Linked DNA regions of Mus musculus: all the other regions are linked to region 1. Evidence: chromatin contacts called from public ChIA-PET, HiChIP or PLAC-seq and promoter capture Hi-C data. All regions are on one chromosome and are shown on one strand. Each heading gives the region's core, a stretch centred on a gene start, on an enhancer-like site or on the middle of the called end of the contact. The rest is flanking DNA. Distances are from core to core; before and after follow the strand shown.

Evidence for each region. Promoter capture Hi-C pulls out the DNA fragments that hold promoters and counts their contacts. ChIA-PET counts read pairs in DNA pulled down with a chosen protein or histone mark. HiChIP or PLAC-seq counts read pairs in DNA pulled down with a chosen protein or histone mark.
Region 2: an HNF4G HiChIP or PLAC-seq map of pancreatic cancer cells shows a contact between it and region 1. The contact joins the enhancer-like site here to the promoter of Tmc6 in region 1. A contact is called at or near these places in 1 of 39 promoter capture datasets (embryonic stem cells), 5 of 484 Hi-C or Micro-C datasets (B cells, CD8 T cells, embryonic stem cells and 1 more), 6 of 115 datasets of contacts at active chromatin or transcription factors (embryonic basal ganglia, embryonic stem cells, large pre-B cells and 2 more) and 2 of 9 other capture datasets (embryonic stem cells and liver).
Region 3: a contact with region 1 is called in an RNA polymerase II ChIA-PET map of memory CD8 T cells, with 22 read pairs. The contact joins the enhancer-like site here to the promoter of Tmc6 in region 1. A contact is called at or near these places in 4 of 39 promoter capture datasets (cranial neural crest, frontonasal cranial neural crest, neural stem cells and 1 more), 2 of 484 Hi-C or Micro-C datasets (B cells and pro-B cells), 14 of 115 datasets of contacts at active chromatin or transcription factors (the 230-238 cell line, double positive thymocytes, embryonic basal ganglia and 11 more) and 1 of 9 other capture datasets (liver).
Region 4: a FOXA1 HiChIP or PLAC-seq map of pancreatic cancer cells shows a contact between it and region 1. The contact joins the enhancer-like site here to the promoter of Tmc6 in region 1. A contact is called at or near these places in 1 of 39 promoter capture datasets (embryonic stem cells), 1 of 484 Hi-C or Micro-C datasets (CD4 T cells), 1 of 115 datasets of contacts at active chromatin or transcription factors (pancreatic cancer cells) and 2 of 9 other capture datasets (embryonic stem cells and liver).
Region 5: a promoter capture Hi-C map of embryonic stem cells shows a contact between it and region 1, with 2.3 times the contacts expected there. The contact joins the enhancer-like site here to the promoter of Tmc6 in region 1. A contact is called at or near these places in 2 of 39 promoter capture datasets (embryonic stem cells and neural stem cells), 3 of 484 Hi-C or Micro-C datasets (the N1E-115 cell line and embryonic stem cells) and 7 of 115 datasets of contacts at active chromatin or transcription factors (double positive thymocytes, embryonic hindbrain, embryonic stem cells and 3 more).

The regions. Positions count from the first base shown.
Region 1 is chr11:117,779,294-117,782,199 of GRCm38.p6, forward strand. It overlaps Tmc6 (transmembrane channel-like gene family 6), which reads right to left and starts at 1,399. Exons shown (of 20, transcript NM_145439.3): 1 at 1,243-1,399. It also overlaps a transcript of Tmc8 not described here.
Region 2 is chr11:117,309,975-117,312,880 of GRCm38.p6, forward strand. All of the region lies in intron 2 of Septin9 (septin 9), which reads left to right. Among named protein-coding and RNA genes, the nearest start is that of Gm34065, 16 kb to the right of the region's middle. Within about 2 kb of position 1,392, at least 136 of the 459 cell types and tissues checked have an H3K27ac peak or open chromatin away from gene starts, as enhancers often do. A contact at or near this core is called in CD8 T cells, liver, memory CD8 T cells and 2 more, where this site is marked.
Region 3 is chr11:117,348,070-117,350,975 of GRCm38.p6, forward strand. All of the region lies in intron 2 of Septin9 (septin 9), which reads left to right. Among named protein-coding and RNA genes, the nearest start is that of Gm51932, 14 kb to the left of the region's middle. RefSeq lists an enhancer at 1-47. Within about 2 kb of position 1,547, at least 127 of the 459 cell types and tissues checked have an H3K27ac peak or open chromatin away from gene starts, as enhancers often do. A contact at or near this core is called in the 230-238 cell line, B cells, double positive thymocytes and 2 more, where this site is marked.
Region 4 is chr11:118,214,816-118,217,721 of GRCm38.p6, forward strand. The region is part of intron 1 of Cyth1 (cytohesin 1); the gene reads right to left. Among named protein-coding and RNA genes, the nearest start is that of Cyth1, 32 kb to the right of the region's middle. Within about 2 kb of position 1,421, at least 91 of the 459 cell types and tissues checked have an H3K27ac peak or open chromatin away from gene starts, as enhancers often do. A contact at or near this core is called in pancreatic cancer cells, where this site is marked.
Region 5 is chr11:117,477,647-117,480,552 of GRCm38.p6, forward strand. Gm34418 (a long non-coding RNA gene) reads right to left here. Exons shown (of 2, transcript XR_389180.4): 2 at 1,926-2,418. Among named protein-coding and RNA genes, the nearest start is that of Gm34418, 4.0 kb to the right of the region's middle. Within about 2 kb of position 1,410, at least 108 of the 459 cell types and tissues checked have an H3K27ac peak or open chromatin away from gene starts, as enhancers often do. A contact at or near this core is called in the N1E-115 cell line, embryonic stem cells, neural stem cells and 1 more, where this site is marked.

The sequences.
Region 1 (2,906 bases), core at 149-2,648:
GTTGAGACAAAACCAGCTTTCAATGCTTGGGGGCCATACTTTAGGCACAGACACACATTACAGGAATCCCCACCCTGTACCCCATCCACAGCTAAATTCACAGTTAAAACAAGTGGGCCCAAACATTCCCACCATGACCGGCTGTGGGGGAGTGACGAAAACAGGAAGGAAGGGTGAGGCCGCGGCTCCTCCATTGGTTTCCTAGATGTTGCTAGTACTGGGGGAAAAAGGAGAGGCCTGTAAACACTACCCGTTTCTGGTCTGTTCCCAGGCGAGGGCCCTAGAGCTTCATCATTTTTAGAGCAGCGGCTGAAAGGCTCCGAGGACTTCCCTGTGCCCGCCCTATGACCCCAATGTGCTTTCACCAGCAGGAAGTGCGACCAGGCAGCCGCAAAGTCCTGCCCCCAGCACCGGAGGCAGCGTCCACACACTGGACTCCTCGCGTCCTCCGGAGGCTGACTCCCTACATTCCCAACTCAGCTGAAGGCTGGAGAGAGAAGCTGAGCTGACACAAGCACCCTTTGTCCAGCTCTGTCACCGGGCACAGTTACAACCAGATCGTTGTTAGGGGCTTATTGTTCTCCTGGCCCAGGGCCCTGAGGGAAAGCGCGACGGAAAGAGCAGTCAATCACTTGACTCCTGCAAGATCGCCCTCCAGAAGGCAAGCCCCCGCCCCGCCATGTCCGCCGGTCCTCCCTGCCTTCGCCTAGGGAAGTTTTCTGGAGCTCCCCCGACGGCCAAGAGCCCCACGCAACCCGGACTGGCACCCGGCACGCCCCCGCCTGCGCTGCAGTGGAGCACTGCAGGGAGAGGCCAGGCTGGAGCCGGCGGGAGGTGGCACCGCCCGGGTGGAAAGCAGCCAGGAGAGGTGGTGCCCTTTTAGTTCCAGGGTCCTTTCCCTGGCCACAGTACTTCTCAGGCTCAAGGCCCCGGGCGGGCCCACACCTCTTCTCCTCAGTAGTCTGGGTGCTCCGGAGGCTACGGGCCGGGGCTCCGGATCTGCCTGGGTTCCTGATCTTCAGGTCCTCCTGGGACCAGCCAGGTGTGCGCTGTTCCGGGGCGCACCATCCTGCACCCTGAGCCAGATGGGGAGAGGCCGGGAGCGGCAGTTTCCAGAAACCCGCACCCAAGCTGTCAACTACCTGGCGATAGCAACCGCCCCTACACCGCAGTTGCGCCCCAGCACCAGGGTCCCAGCGCCCCTCTGGGTAGAGGAGCCCCATTCTCCCCAGATTGGCTCACCTGTGCGCGCACCCGCCGCGGGGAACCGAGGTCTCAGCCCCACCAGCAGGAGAATCAGCACACAGTAATTAAGGGTACATAGTTTTGATGGTTTCCAGACTGGCAGCTGGAGGTAGCCTCACCGCCCGCCCACGTGGCACCGGGCCCCAAAGGTCACGTGACTCGTTCCTGCCTACCGGTAGGACCCGCCCATCCAAAACAGTGCCCTGTGCAAGCCAGCCTCAGACTCCACCCCAGCACTCCACCCTCAAGTCTGAGTAAAGTAGGCGTGTCCCACCCACTATTTGGATGTATACAACCCCTAGGTGGAGTCACTAATATTCCTCTTGAGTTTCTAAAGAGGGACGGCATTTCCACGTCCCGGGGTCACTTACCAGTCCCTAGCCTTCCCACGCGGGATTGAGTAATCGCCTCCTCCCAGCCTGGTTAACTGTTCTTTATCAGAGGCTGAGCAAACGAGTTACTGCCCGCTCCGCCCTGGGCGTGGTGTCTGTTTCTAAAGCTAGGGTTAAACTGCTTCCTGCTGTGCCAAGACAGTCAAAGACCTTTCTATTTCACAGATGAGGAAATTGAACCCGAGAAAGTGTCACCAGCCTCCAGGTGTCACCAGCTGGAGCAAGGAACCTGGCCACCAAGATGCTCCATAGAACCGCTTCCCCCAAGTTACAGACAGGGTGACCGGTGACCGTGAGAAGTAGAAGGGAAAAACAAGTCCCCTCCTACACACGAAGGTTAACAGACCCCAGGAAACGTGTGGGATACCGGAAGGAGATGAAGCCTGAGGGGGGAGGGCGACGCTTCTTCGCAGCTGTCTCTCCGTGCCTGGGTGGGTTTACCAAGCGGCGCCTTGGCACCGGAAGTCTTGGTCTGCAGACCCAGCCCTCCTCAGCCCCTAGTTGACTCCTTGCTCTTACTCTGAATTTTGCACGACTTTGGCCCAATTTGAAAGCCATTTCCTGGGGCGCCTTCCTGTGTGAACTTGTTGGGAGTACAGAGCCTGTGGGCAGGGACACAGGCGGAGACTCAGAATCCAGAGCTGAGACAACAAGGTTTTAAAAGAGGTGAACAGGGAGGAAAGGCTAGGGCTCCCAGAACTGGGAACTGGCCAAGATGACTCCTAAAGGTCTAGTCAGTGGATGACGAGTGACGTGCTTGAAGAAGCTGCTTCCTCAGCTCTTAGGTTGGGCTTGGTGCCAGAGCCTGGCCAGGGCATAGCAACAGGGAGGGCAGTGCCTGCCCTTAAGGCGGTCAGTTCAAAAATAACCTGCCAGCCAGTCATAGTGACACAGGCCTTTCTTTAATCCCAGCCTTGGGCAAGTGTCTCTGTGAGTTCAAGGCCAGCCTGCTCTACATGATGAATTCCAAGACAATCAGAGTTACACAGTGAGACCCTGTCTTGAAATAGAACAAAAAGCAAAGAACAAAGCGCCAGGGATCCGGAGAGGCAGCAGCTCCAGTGCTGAGACCATCCACCCATCACTAGCCTGCTCTCTGGGGCGACTGCGGACCGCAGATAAGGGTCCCCGCACCAGGACACGCCTAAGGGCTGGCGGCCAGGAAGGGGGCTTGCAGGAGTGGGAGCACAGAAAAGCAGGTCGGCCTGGTGCCACCCGCGCCTCTCACCTGTGCCCGTGACCCTCCAGGTCGGGAAGTGCACGCAGAGG
Region 2 (2,906 bases), core at 142-2,641, 470 kb before region 1:
GATGCAGAAGCAGACTGAACCTAGCCATCCCCTGCCTGTCCTGGAGCCAGACAGGGCAGCCAGGACAGTAGCCTGTGTCCTGCTTCCTGGGAGGTCAGCCAGCCGATGTGGCCCAGGGGACTGGGAGGGGAACTCCTGGCCTTGTCTTTTCATTTCTAGGTTCTGGCCCTGAGCAACCCTCAGAGCTGTGGGTGGAGGGGTTGAGGTGGGCCAAGCTGCGGTGAGAGAAAGAGGCCTGGAGAGTTTAGAAAATGTCTGTCCTGACATAGGGCCTGGCACTGATGGGTAGGATGGTGAGGCCCATGAAGCTGGACCTGGGAAAGGGGCACTGACCTCTGACCCCAGTCATCTTCCAGATCAGGGAGTCAAGGCTCAGAGAACTTCAGCCACCTGCCTGCAGCCCACAGTATAAGGATGTCATCTGCCCTCCTGGCTTCCTCTGTGTGGCTTTGGATTCTGTGCTGGCATGCAGTCTCCTGGGGAAAGCTCTTGTCCAACAGTTTCCAGGGATGCCTCTGTCTGCAGAGAAAGTGCCCTGAGGTCTCCTGTCTCCTGGCCCTGCTTACCTCCCAGCCTCCCCTTATCCTCTGGCCCAGTGCCAGGTGGAAAACCAGAATAAAGGTTATTCTACATGTCCAACAAGCTGTTAGCAGGAACAGGCCACTCGTCCCTCTCCTGCCTCCCATCTGGGGACCACTCGGGAGGACGGTCTTGCACCAGCACGCAGCCTCTGTGCTAGGCTGGTGAACACATGGTGGGATTCCTCAATAGCAAGCATGAGGACCTAAGAATCATGCCTCGAACCCAAGTAGAAAGTCAAGCATGCTGGTGGCGGGGAGGCAGACACAAGCAGGTCCTTGGGATTCAATGGCTGGCCAGCCCAGCCTACGTGGTGAACCCCACGCCAATCTTTGTCTTTAAAAACAAACTACCTGATGGTGCTCTGAGGAATGACACATCAGACTGTCAGATTACTCTCTGGCCTTCACTCACGCACACAGAGGAATTATAGCCCCTAAATAGAGGACCGGTGTCGGGGAGGCTGTGTGAGCATCCAGGTGGACCCTGGCTGTTTCCGGTAACCCATCTCAAGGTTCTCCCAGTCTCTGCATCTCAAGACTCTCCTGCCACTCATAGCCCTTCATCCTGGCTACAGACACTCTTCCAGGGAGCCAGCTGACACATTTGGCCTCTGAGATTTTTTTTTGAACAGCAATGAAGGGAAAGAATGAGTAAGAAAGAGTGGGGGAAGGTCGGTGGGGAGGGGCAAACAAGCTGGAAAGTCCAAACATGTGTTGTAGAAGCAGGTGCCAGCATGACATCATCAGGAGGGTGGCTGAGGGCCCGAGCCCGGCTCAGCCCAGGAGAAGCTGGCCCGGGAGGCTGCCCTTGGCTCCATTCTGCCCTGCTTGGAGTCGAGAGATTTGTTTCCATTTTAGGGACAGCTCTGGAGGCTGTCCTCTTAACTCCCGGCCGCATTAATAGTTCATTAATTCTGGATCCTTGCTGTGTTCGTTCTTACATGTTCCAAGTGCTGGGTTAGTGTTGAAGAGGAGGCGCAGAGAGAGGGAACCACTGGCTCCAGGCCACACAGCTTAGAGTGTTTGCCTCCGAGCCTCAGCTGGCAGGTGAAGGAAGAGACCTGTGGTTTCCGTAGTGCATGAGGGGGTGGTGGCCTCTGCTTAGCCTCCTTGGCCCAACAGGAGGGGTCTCTGGATACTCCATAAAGTGAGAGCCTCACTTCTGTGGTCCCTCGGGAGAGCTGGCAGGAGGCAGAGATACAGGGGACCGTTGGCCTTACTTGGATTCGCCAATTGGACACGCAGATGCTGCTGTGCTGTGAGGCCAATTACTGCACTGGTGATCTTCACTCCTCTGTGCCTCCTGCTTTGTTTAGAACCTTCTTCTGTGCCCCGCCCCATATTCCCAGGGCTGTCTTCGACCCTGATACAGGATCAGAGCTATCCTCTGCCTGCTGTGTTTTCTGCTGACTCTGTAGCACTTAGCTTTGGGAAGTCTCTGTATGACTCAGTTGATGTGTCTATAAAATGGGTTGCTGGCGTCTTCCTCCCTCCTAAGCCTCTGGGAAGAGTCTGGTGAGAGGTGTTGCTGGAAACCACTTTGTACCAGCGAGTTTTCTGGCTGAGTGTGGTTTGGTTGGTAGAATGCTTGCTCCCATGCAAAAGACCCTTGGGCTCAGACCCCAGCGCTGTATAAACTGAGTGCGGTGGTCCCCGCCCGCCCGTAGTCTGAGCATTGGGGAAGTGTAAGCAGGAGGACAGAAACTCAGGCTGATGCTTGACTCCAGAGTGAGTTTGAGGTCAGCCTGGGCTACGTGAGACTCTTGTTTCTAAATAAACAAGTCAAACAAAGTGCTTTTCGGAGCTGTTCCAGGCACTGGTTTGCTAAAGCTCGGGCCAGCGGAAATCTGGGTCCTTCTGGAGCCCTGGTGCTGAGGGAGGGCTGATGTTAGGGTCGGCTCAGTGCCCAGGAGGAAGTGGGAATTGTCCGTCAGGATAGGAGCCAGCCTAGATTCCCACTGTCAGAAAGGGCTGGGTGACCAGTGATACTGAATAGCCACCCATGAACGTCCGTCTCTGCCTGTCCATGCCTGGGCCAAAGCGAGCTCTTCCCCGGCCCCCCAGCCCAGTCCCTCAGCAAACTCTTCCTGGTGGCCTTTCCTCCCCTGGAGCCCCTCTGGCCTGCACCATGTGACCAAGCACAGGAGGAAGGGCCCAGCTGTGGGAGGTCATGCTGGCCAGGGACTGAGTCTACAGGACCGGCCTCCCAGGAAAACCAGCTGCGTGGGAAACAAGCCAGCAGCTCCGGAAGTCTGTGTGATGCAGTCTGGACTCCAGGCCTGTCACCGTGACCCACTCACGGCTTTCGTGGCTCAGCATCACTGT
Region 3 (2,906 bases), core at 297-2,796, 430 kb before region 1:
TAAAGAGTTTCTTCTCCTCCTACTGCCTCTGTGGATCTGCCTTTTCCGAGTGTTACATAGTGTCAGTCACACCCCGGAGTCCCTGTTTCTTTAGCTCAGTATGTATTTCAAGGTTCATTTGTTGTCTGCCATATCCGTAATCTTTCCTTCTTATGGGAGAGCTGTGTTCCCTCAGATTCACTTGCTACACTTATTAATGCAGCTGTGAACAACTTAGCGCTCTCTCTCTCTCTCTCTCTCTCTCTCTCTCTCTCTCTGTGTGTGTGTGTGTGTGTGTGTGTGTGTGTGTGTGTGTGTGTCTGTATGTGCATGTACCTACTCCACAGCACTGGTGTGGAGGTCACGGGATGACTTGGGAGTGTCTGTTCTCTAGTCCCAGAGACAACGCTCTCATGACTGGCAGGCGTTTCCAGCCTTGCTGGTGGTTAGCTTTCTCGAGTAGTCATTTCTGCTTCTTGCTGGGCTAGGACTCAAGGATGCCCCTGAGCAGGCTGCAGCCTTGGGTGGCTGAGGAGGGAGGGTGTCAGGGAACACACTCCTGACCAGTAGGCAGGTGTCAGAGCACAGAACTCATGTCCAAGACCTAGTGTTCCAGGAGTGAGCAGTCCAGAAAAGGTCTTGCCTCTGCTCATGTGACCATCCAGTGGCATTTCAGGAAAGAGTCAGCGTGTAGACCTCATGTCCCCTCTGTAAAGTGGGAGTGCCAGGCTGCCTGATACACGTGTCAGGCTCACGTAGGTATCTAAGACTGAGATGAGCTAAAATGGATTCTTACCGTGCATCTTTGCTGAATTAGCTCGGGAGTCACAGGCAGATGCACTTGGCTGGTTCCTCAGAAATAAAAATAGAACGGCTCACATCTGGATGTATGTCCCAAACCATCGAAAGAATGCTCTTGCTAGGCATGGTTGGTGTATGCCTGTAATCCCAGTACTCAGAGGGCTGAGGCAGGGGGATCATTGAGTCTGAAGCTAGACTGTATATAAGAGAGAGCCTCAGGGAAGGGGGGAGAGAGGGAGAGCTAGCCTAAGCTCTCAAGATTAGCTCTAAGGGTGTTAATTATTCTGTATGAAATAAGGCAAAAGCCAGAGATCATCTAACCCCATGGTGGATTCTGGGAAGGCCTGTGGTCGCTCCTGGAGCTCCAGGTCTGGGATCCCAGGCAACTCTGGGTGGAGGGGTCTACCTCCTAACCGGGCAGGCAGGTGGATGGGGAGGCCCTCCCAGGAGGAAGGGTCACAGGGGTAGGCCAGAGATGTCCAGAGCCCCTGGAGAGCATGGGGCTCTACTGTGTTCTTATTATTTCTCAAGCAGGCCCTCTGGCAGGCTGGATGTTTAGCTTGGTTTGGGCTTCTGCTGTGAACCTTAATACATGGAGAAGGGCCACCTGGGGCCCGAGGTGTGCCTTCCTTGACTGGGGGCGATTAGGGAGAGTTGGGGGACAGCCACACCTCCTTTCACTGTTGAGCAGAGAGGTAGGGGGAGGGCAAAGTGAGTCTCAGACTCATAAACAGATGGAAGCAATTTTCAGTCATGTGCGCAAGGCCTGAACCCCTGCACGGCAAGGCAGGGCCCCGTGTCGTTCTCCAGGAAGCGGGCCCCAAAGCCACAGGTTCTAGGGCCAGATGTTACAAGGTCTTTGTTTATTTAAAGATGCCCGAAACACAGGAGAGTATTTCTGAGTGGAGAGCTGACAGACACTCTTGAAGCCTTGTGGAGGGGACTGACCTGGGTTGGGGATGCTCCTGATGGCAGGCACTGTCCCTTAGGACTGTCTGTGTCATTGTTTGGGGGCGTCTGGACCCCGTGGCAGCTCCTGCTGTGTTTACAAGCATTCTCTTGTTCAATTGCCTCCCCTCTCCCACCACCCCTCTCCCGCCACATGCCAGAAGTAGAGTTGCCTGCACCCTGTGGAGGCCGAGGAACAGGAAGTTACTGACCAGTAAACTAGATGCCTGTGGGGGTGGTCCCCACATCTCCTTCCTGAAGCTAGCTTTGCAAGCCATTTCTCCTGTCCTTTCTGCCACTCAAGCCTTGAGAAGATGCTGAGAGGAAGTGTGTCCGGCTTTGCTCCCGCTGGACATGCTAGTAAAACGGAGAGAAAAGCTGCCAGGCCAGAGATGGTCAGGGTTGAGCGAGCTGAGGACGTCTGGGACGAGTCAGCTTGAGTTTAGTGGTTTCCCCGGACGTGGAGAGACAGTTTAACCAAAGCCTGAAAAAGCCCCTATGCTACAGACCCATCATTTTGCTGCTTCCTGGCCCCTGCTCACTTGGAATGGTGCCCCCCCCCCCCAGCACCTTTGGTCGGTTCCCTTCCTCTCTGAGGGAGGAGAAGGCACAAGTATTCATTGAGCCTCTTTGAGGTTAGCGTGCGTGGGAACAGACATAAGGAAAGGAAACTGGGAAGCAACTGGTGACCCCTCTGTCCTGGCTGTGTTTGGGGGGCTGGGCTGTGGGGTCATAAGTTGAGACTGCTGACATTTTCCATAGAGGCTGAAAGAGGTGCCTCTCTAGGGCTTATCAGCAATGCATCAGCTCTACCTCGACCACCCCACAGCGGCCTGGGTTTCAGAGCCGCACTGGCAGGCTATCTCAGAATAACAGTTAGGTATACTGTAAGCATTTTGTTCAACCAGACCGGGTGGAACCAGCCTTGCACACCCCTGCAGGGTGTGAGCACCTACGGTCTCCATCTGAATCATCCCCCAGGCTTGGGCTCTGACCATGCATGCACTCAGCCACAGGAGGCTCTAACCCTGACCTACTGAAGGAAGCTGAAGTCTTCAAGTTTAACCCCTAGCCTGTCCACAGACCTACAAACCAAATCTGGCCTTTGCGTGAGGGTGAGGGCACTTGCTGTCGGCCGTAGCCTGTTTCCTGCCTATCCTGCCTGGGGACTGTATGGG
Region 4 (2,906 bases), core at 171-2,670, 440 kb after region 1:
TTGTCACAAGCAACACTAATATAAAACTAGAGTAAATTGCTCCCAAGGAAGACAAGCTCAAAGTGGTCTATTGCCTGAGTTTACCAACTGGTCATCTGCCACCCTGAACACTGTGCCAGGTTGCTCAGCCTTGCTCAAGGATTCTGGAGGACATCAGCCCCGGCTATTCTTTCTGATGGTGGCCACAGTGAAGCTGCACACTGCACTGGGTAGTGTCCCCTTCCTGGTTTCTGATGCAGCACATCAAGATGTTCTTTTCTGCATATTTTTGATGCTGCTTATGAGACACATTCACAGATGAAAGTAGAGAACAGTAGCAGGCAATCTGATCCTGCCCAGTGACAACCACTGAGGGTGGTATGGGTTTGGTCTGGCTTCTTCTGCATGCAATGTACGTTATATTATATGTGTCTTTCATGCCACACACATATATGTATACACACTACAACGTTAGTAACTTTTTGCATTCCGTTTATAAACACTTCATTTTTACTTTGTGTGTATTTGCAAGTGTGTGTATTTACAGGTGTATTCACAGGTATATGCATCAAGTATTTCCTCAGTTGCCCCCCCCCCTTTCTCTCCTCTATCTATCTTGGAGACAGGATCTCTCTACATAGTTCTGGCTGTCTTGGAACTAACTCTGTAGACTAGGCTGGCCTCGAACTCACAGAAATCTGCCTGCCTCTGCCTCCCAAGTGCTGGCACTAAGGGTGTGTGCTACCATGCCCAGTTCTTCACCTGATTTTTGGGAGTGGGTTTCTCAGTTGGAGATCATTCAGCTAGACTTGCTGGCCAGAAAGCCCCTGGAACCCTCCTGTCTCCACCTCCTCCAGCAATGGAATTACACATCCGACTTTTACAGGGGAGTGGGGATGGGACTCAGAGTGTCATGTTTATATGACACTTTACCAGTTGATCCATCCCCTAGCCTGATTTTCTCCGGCACTATAAAGGGTGTCATGTGTTTTCACTGCTCACAGCCTGTAACTTTGAAGCAGGGTCCAGTCTCAGGGCCCTGTGCACATGCTCAGCACTCAGCTCTAGTTCTCCCCAACTCTCTTACAAGAAGACTTGCTTGATCCAGAAAAGCTTCCCTGTGTTCCTGGAGTGGACTGTGAGGCTCCTTAGCAAGCTGTCGGTAACAATACAAGTAATACCATGACATCACTGGGTGGTGTCCTAGTTTCATTTCTGTTAATGTGACAAATGCCCTGGTTAAATACAACTCTGGGGAGAACGGGTTTGTTTGGCTTAAAATTCCAGGACACAGTCCTTCAATGCAGGGCAACCAAGGCAGGAGCTTTAAGCAGTGAGTCACAGTCAAAAACTGAGAGAAATGAGTATACCCATGCCGTCTGCTTACTTAGTTTGTCTTAGTTAGCTTTAGGGCCCAGCCCATGAAATGGTGAGCTCACAGTGGTCTATGAACTCTTACATCAATCAACAGCCAACCAAGGAATCCCCACAGACATGCCCAGAGGCCAGTATGATCTAGCAAGTTCTCAATTCACTCCCTTCCCAGATGACTGTACTTGTGTCGGGTTGACAGTTAAATCTAGGCAGTACTGGTGGCTTTCACTAAGTCTGCTCTCTGTGCCTCGCTGCTGTGGCCTGCCTTGTCTTGTCCTGAAACCCTCTGTGGGGAGAGTGTCTTCCTCAACTTTTGCCCTTGAAGAATCCTGTATCAATGCACTCAGCTGCATTCAAAACCCGTCTAGTGATCCAAACCCCATCTCTACCTCTGGCATTAGATCTGATTCCCAGATGATCTTGACTCGGGAAGGACAGGTCACTCCTGTTTCTTATCTCCTGGCAGTGGGACAGTACGTGTCTGGATTCCTAGAGTTTGATGTGTCCAGCCCGGTCCACAATGAACTGCACTGACGGGTGGGGACATTCCCAGGACTGATCTCTGCACTGGCCTCACTGCCATCAAGGCTGCCTTTCCAGAAGCACGAGAGCACTTCTGTTCATGAGCTACTGTCCACACCTTGGGGGTTGTTTTCCTACTGACTGCCATCCTTCCTACTGGTTTGTAGAACTGAACAGACTATTTAAAACATGTAATGCAATCTGCAACTTATTTTTAACTCCAATTCTACCTTCGGTTTTACACATCTTTTTAAAAAACAATCAAACCTATAATCTTTCCTTTCTACCATTTCCCCCAATAATGGTCCCTGAGCACAGTGGATGTGGACTGCAGAGACATCAAGGACTAAAAGGACATAGTGTTTCCCCTGTGTGGGCTGAGGCAGACTCTGGGCCACTCTTGGACATGTGCTCTGGGGGTCTGAAGAGTATGGGACTCAGTGGGGAGCTAGAAGGACTATAAGGAGGGGGTTAGAGGGCAGAGGCCTTTGGAGGGCTGTTGGAGGCCTTGGGCTGTTTCAAGGACAGCAGTTTCTGTTCTGGGTGAGATGAATGTCCACGTTCTAGGCAGATCAGAGACACCTGTCTTCCTTTGTGACATACCACCCTGGGTGCGGGTAACCAGGGCAGATGCCATATGACCTGAGAAGCTGCTATGAGAGATGGGCAGCTAAGCAATAAAAGGCTCAAATACCTACTCTATTTATGTCTAAGGTAGTGCCAGGGCCTACTGATGCACTTCAAATGAGGCATGAAGAGTCAAGGCCTGAGAAGGTTAAAAATATGAACTCCATCTTCTGAGCACAGGCCACAGGTTGGCCCCACAGCTTCTGCTCCCCAGTCCTTTCCCTCGACCCCCATGAACCCTTACACCCCCACTTCTCAGGATCTCACAGCTTTATCCCTTGGGTACCTTTGATTCATATCCTCTGCAAATCAGGACTTCACAGCCCTGTCCTCCAGTCCCCGACTACAGCTCCTCAAAGCCCTGTCCATCAGTCCCTGGCTTTGGGCCTTCACAAATCTCACCT
Region 5 (2,906 bases), core at 160-2,659, 300 kb before region 1:
CTCAAGACCAACAAGCATTGCCCAGCCAGCTCTTTAAGCAAGCCTGAAGCTCAGCTCAGCCCAGCCAAGCCAAGCCCAGCCAGCTCCCATCACTGTCCACCAAGTCCTATTTATAATTCCCTCAAACTTCACGTGTCCTCCACGGGTCTTGCTTCACCAAGTGTCTTGCCTCAGCCCGTGTGTCTGTCTCAGTTGACATCGCTCTGCCCGTGTCCCGGAAAGCAGCAAGAAGCCATAGCACACCACTAGAAGGTTTTTTTGGTGCATTTCTCTCTATGGAGCCCTGACAAATGGAGCTCAACTATGCACTGTAAGACGGACCAATACATGCATGTCGTAAGTGAAGAATCCTTCATCACGTGTCCTTTCACATGCTTCCTTTAGCAGAACATCCTTTCACCTGTGTTTGCTTCGGCGAAATGTTCCTTTGTGTGTTTGCCCCAGCAAGACACCATCCAACACAACTGACTTTTCAAAGAACCCTTAAGTTTCCACTTCAAAACACAGTGGGCTGTTGAGCTCTGGGTGAAGAAAGTTACAGAAGTAATGGGGCAGGTCCTTCCCAGCCCTGAGCCTATCACTTCTGCAGGCTGTGTGTGCTCAGAAAACCATGCAGCTGAGATGGAGCTCAGGGAGAGGTCCTGGTGTGAACTGACTGCTGCTTTGGGGATACTGCTCCAAGAAGCCTCCACATCACTCCTAACCCAGGGAGCCAGGCCACGTGCAGAACATTTCCCTCTCTCCCCACTGCCTCTGAGCAGGAACATGAGGCGGCACCATGATCGCTAGCCTATCGCAGGCCATTTCCTGGGCCTTTGATCAACCTCAGTGGGGAAACCTCTAGGATACAGAAAAGGGCATCCAAACCCCCAGTTCCGTAGTCAACTCTCATTTCAATCAAGAGGCCCCAAGTTCACAGATTTAGATTCTTGGGAGCTGTGGTTTTTTTCTTCTTAAAAAATTGAGCTGCTGCCTTGCCTCTTTGAGGCCCCAGGAGTCTGAACAGAGATGGTTTCCAAATGGGTGGAGAGAAAGCGCCTGTGCCAAGCCCGAGGGACCTGGCTTTGGGATGGCTGATCTGCCATGTTCATCCCTGGATGGCTGTGAGCCAGGTATCTTCTGGCCAGGAAAGCCTCTGCCCTGAGCATCCTTCTGGCCCCAAGCCAGACCTAGAGCCCCTCCCTATTTGATGGCTAATGCTAAAGACTGGGCCAGGAAGTAGGCAGATCGCTTTTTGAGTTTTCCTTGGTTATCCTCTCAGGACACCCACTCAGCCTCCGTCCGTCCTATGGCTGATGGGGAACCTCCTCAAACCCTGAGGGATCCAGAGCCTTTTATTCTAGGGGTGCTGTGGGTAGAGGCATTTCCAGCTGCCCTCACTCCCTGGGCCCATCTTCTGCTGTTGTTCTTGCTGTGTTGATTTGCATGCCATTTTGCTTGTGGTCTCCATGGCAACCACCACCAAATGGCCTAGGGATAATGGAGGGGCTCTGGGTAGGGGAGGGGGAAGCCTCATGAGTGGTTTTGACTTCAAAAAAAAAAAAGAAAGAAAAGAAAACAGTGATTCCGCAGCGCAGCGTGCCTGGCAGAGGGGCAGCCCTTCCCCCGCCTGCAATCCCTCAGCGCCCCTCACCCAAGGCTTCTTTCTAACTTGTGAGGGGGAGGGAGGCAGTATCCTGGAACAGGAGTCCTTGCATCTGGCTTCAGAACAATGGGAAGAATCAGGGAAAGCAGTGGCGGCCAGAGGAGGGAACCCTTGGGGGCAACCAGCGCCTTCTGGAACCATCTGCAGCTTCCAGAACAAATCTCCAGCCGGCAGCTCTCCTGCTCCGGCCATCTTTGCTCTCCCTCTTGCCAGGTCCCTCCACCCTTCCCAAATCTCCTCTCCACAAGGAAAGAGAGAAAAATAGAAGCATGACTTCATGTCTCAGGGCCTGGCTCCTGGGTGGAGGATCTAGAGGAGTTTAATTGTTCGCATATGTCCAGCTCTAGCCCTTCACAAAATGTGTTCAGGGCCGTGAGCTGCAGCGGTTGAAAAGCTGGGGAGATAGCACGGGGATTGTTGGGCTTAAAGATGAGCAGACTACAGCTCAGGGCTGTGAGTGCGGCACAAAGAGGGGGACCCAGGCCAGCTCTATGGAGGGCTGGAAACCAGCCTCCGATTTATGTTCGATGCACTTAAGTGGACCGAGCTTTCTTCTCTTCATCCATTCCGTGCGTTTCTCAAGCTAACTTCTCTCCTGCTGCCAAGGCTCTGTGGGTGCTGGAGGTGAGCTCCTGCCTCCCTCCGACCCATAGCCCCGTAGAGCTTGGCCCTGTTGCTGCCTGAGGCCAGTGGCTGGCCTGACGCCATCTCCTTGCTCTCTGAGTCGCTCTGCTCTTTCATGGCTCTTCTCTCCTTCCAAGGTGCAGCGGTTCCTTGAAACATCCGGATCATCCAATAAACATCTTTACAACAAGAGACCACACCTGCCCCAGACAACAGGAAGCCCCACAGGACAGCTGACCCATGATAGTCACTAAGAACCGTGGGAGCTGAGGCTACCCCCTTCCCCACCCCCCCACCCCCCCACCCCCCCACCCCCCACCCCCCACCCCCAGCATAGAAGCAGTCATCTCTTGGATGGATCTGGAGTCATGGAAAGTTTTTTACCTGCTTCCCCAGGGTGGCGCTGCTTGGCTCTGGGTTGGATGTATTGGGGCAGGTGGCTGAGCCTCACTTGTTTGGACTTTGGGGAGCAGAGACTAACAATGAACTGGTAACAACCAACCGCACAGTGCAAATGCAGCACACTGCCTAACATAAGACAGAGGGAACCACAACACATGGCTTGCGGAGCTGGGCGAGCACACACTGCTATTCCTTCATGAGAGGATAAACTGGGGTCCAAGAGAGTCTAAGCGGG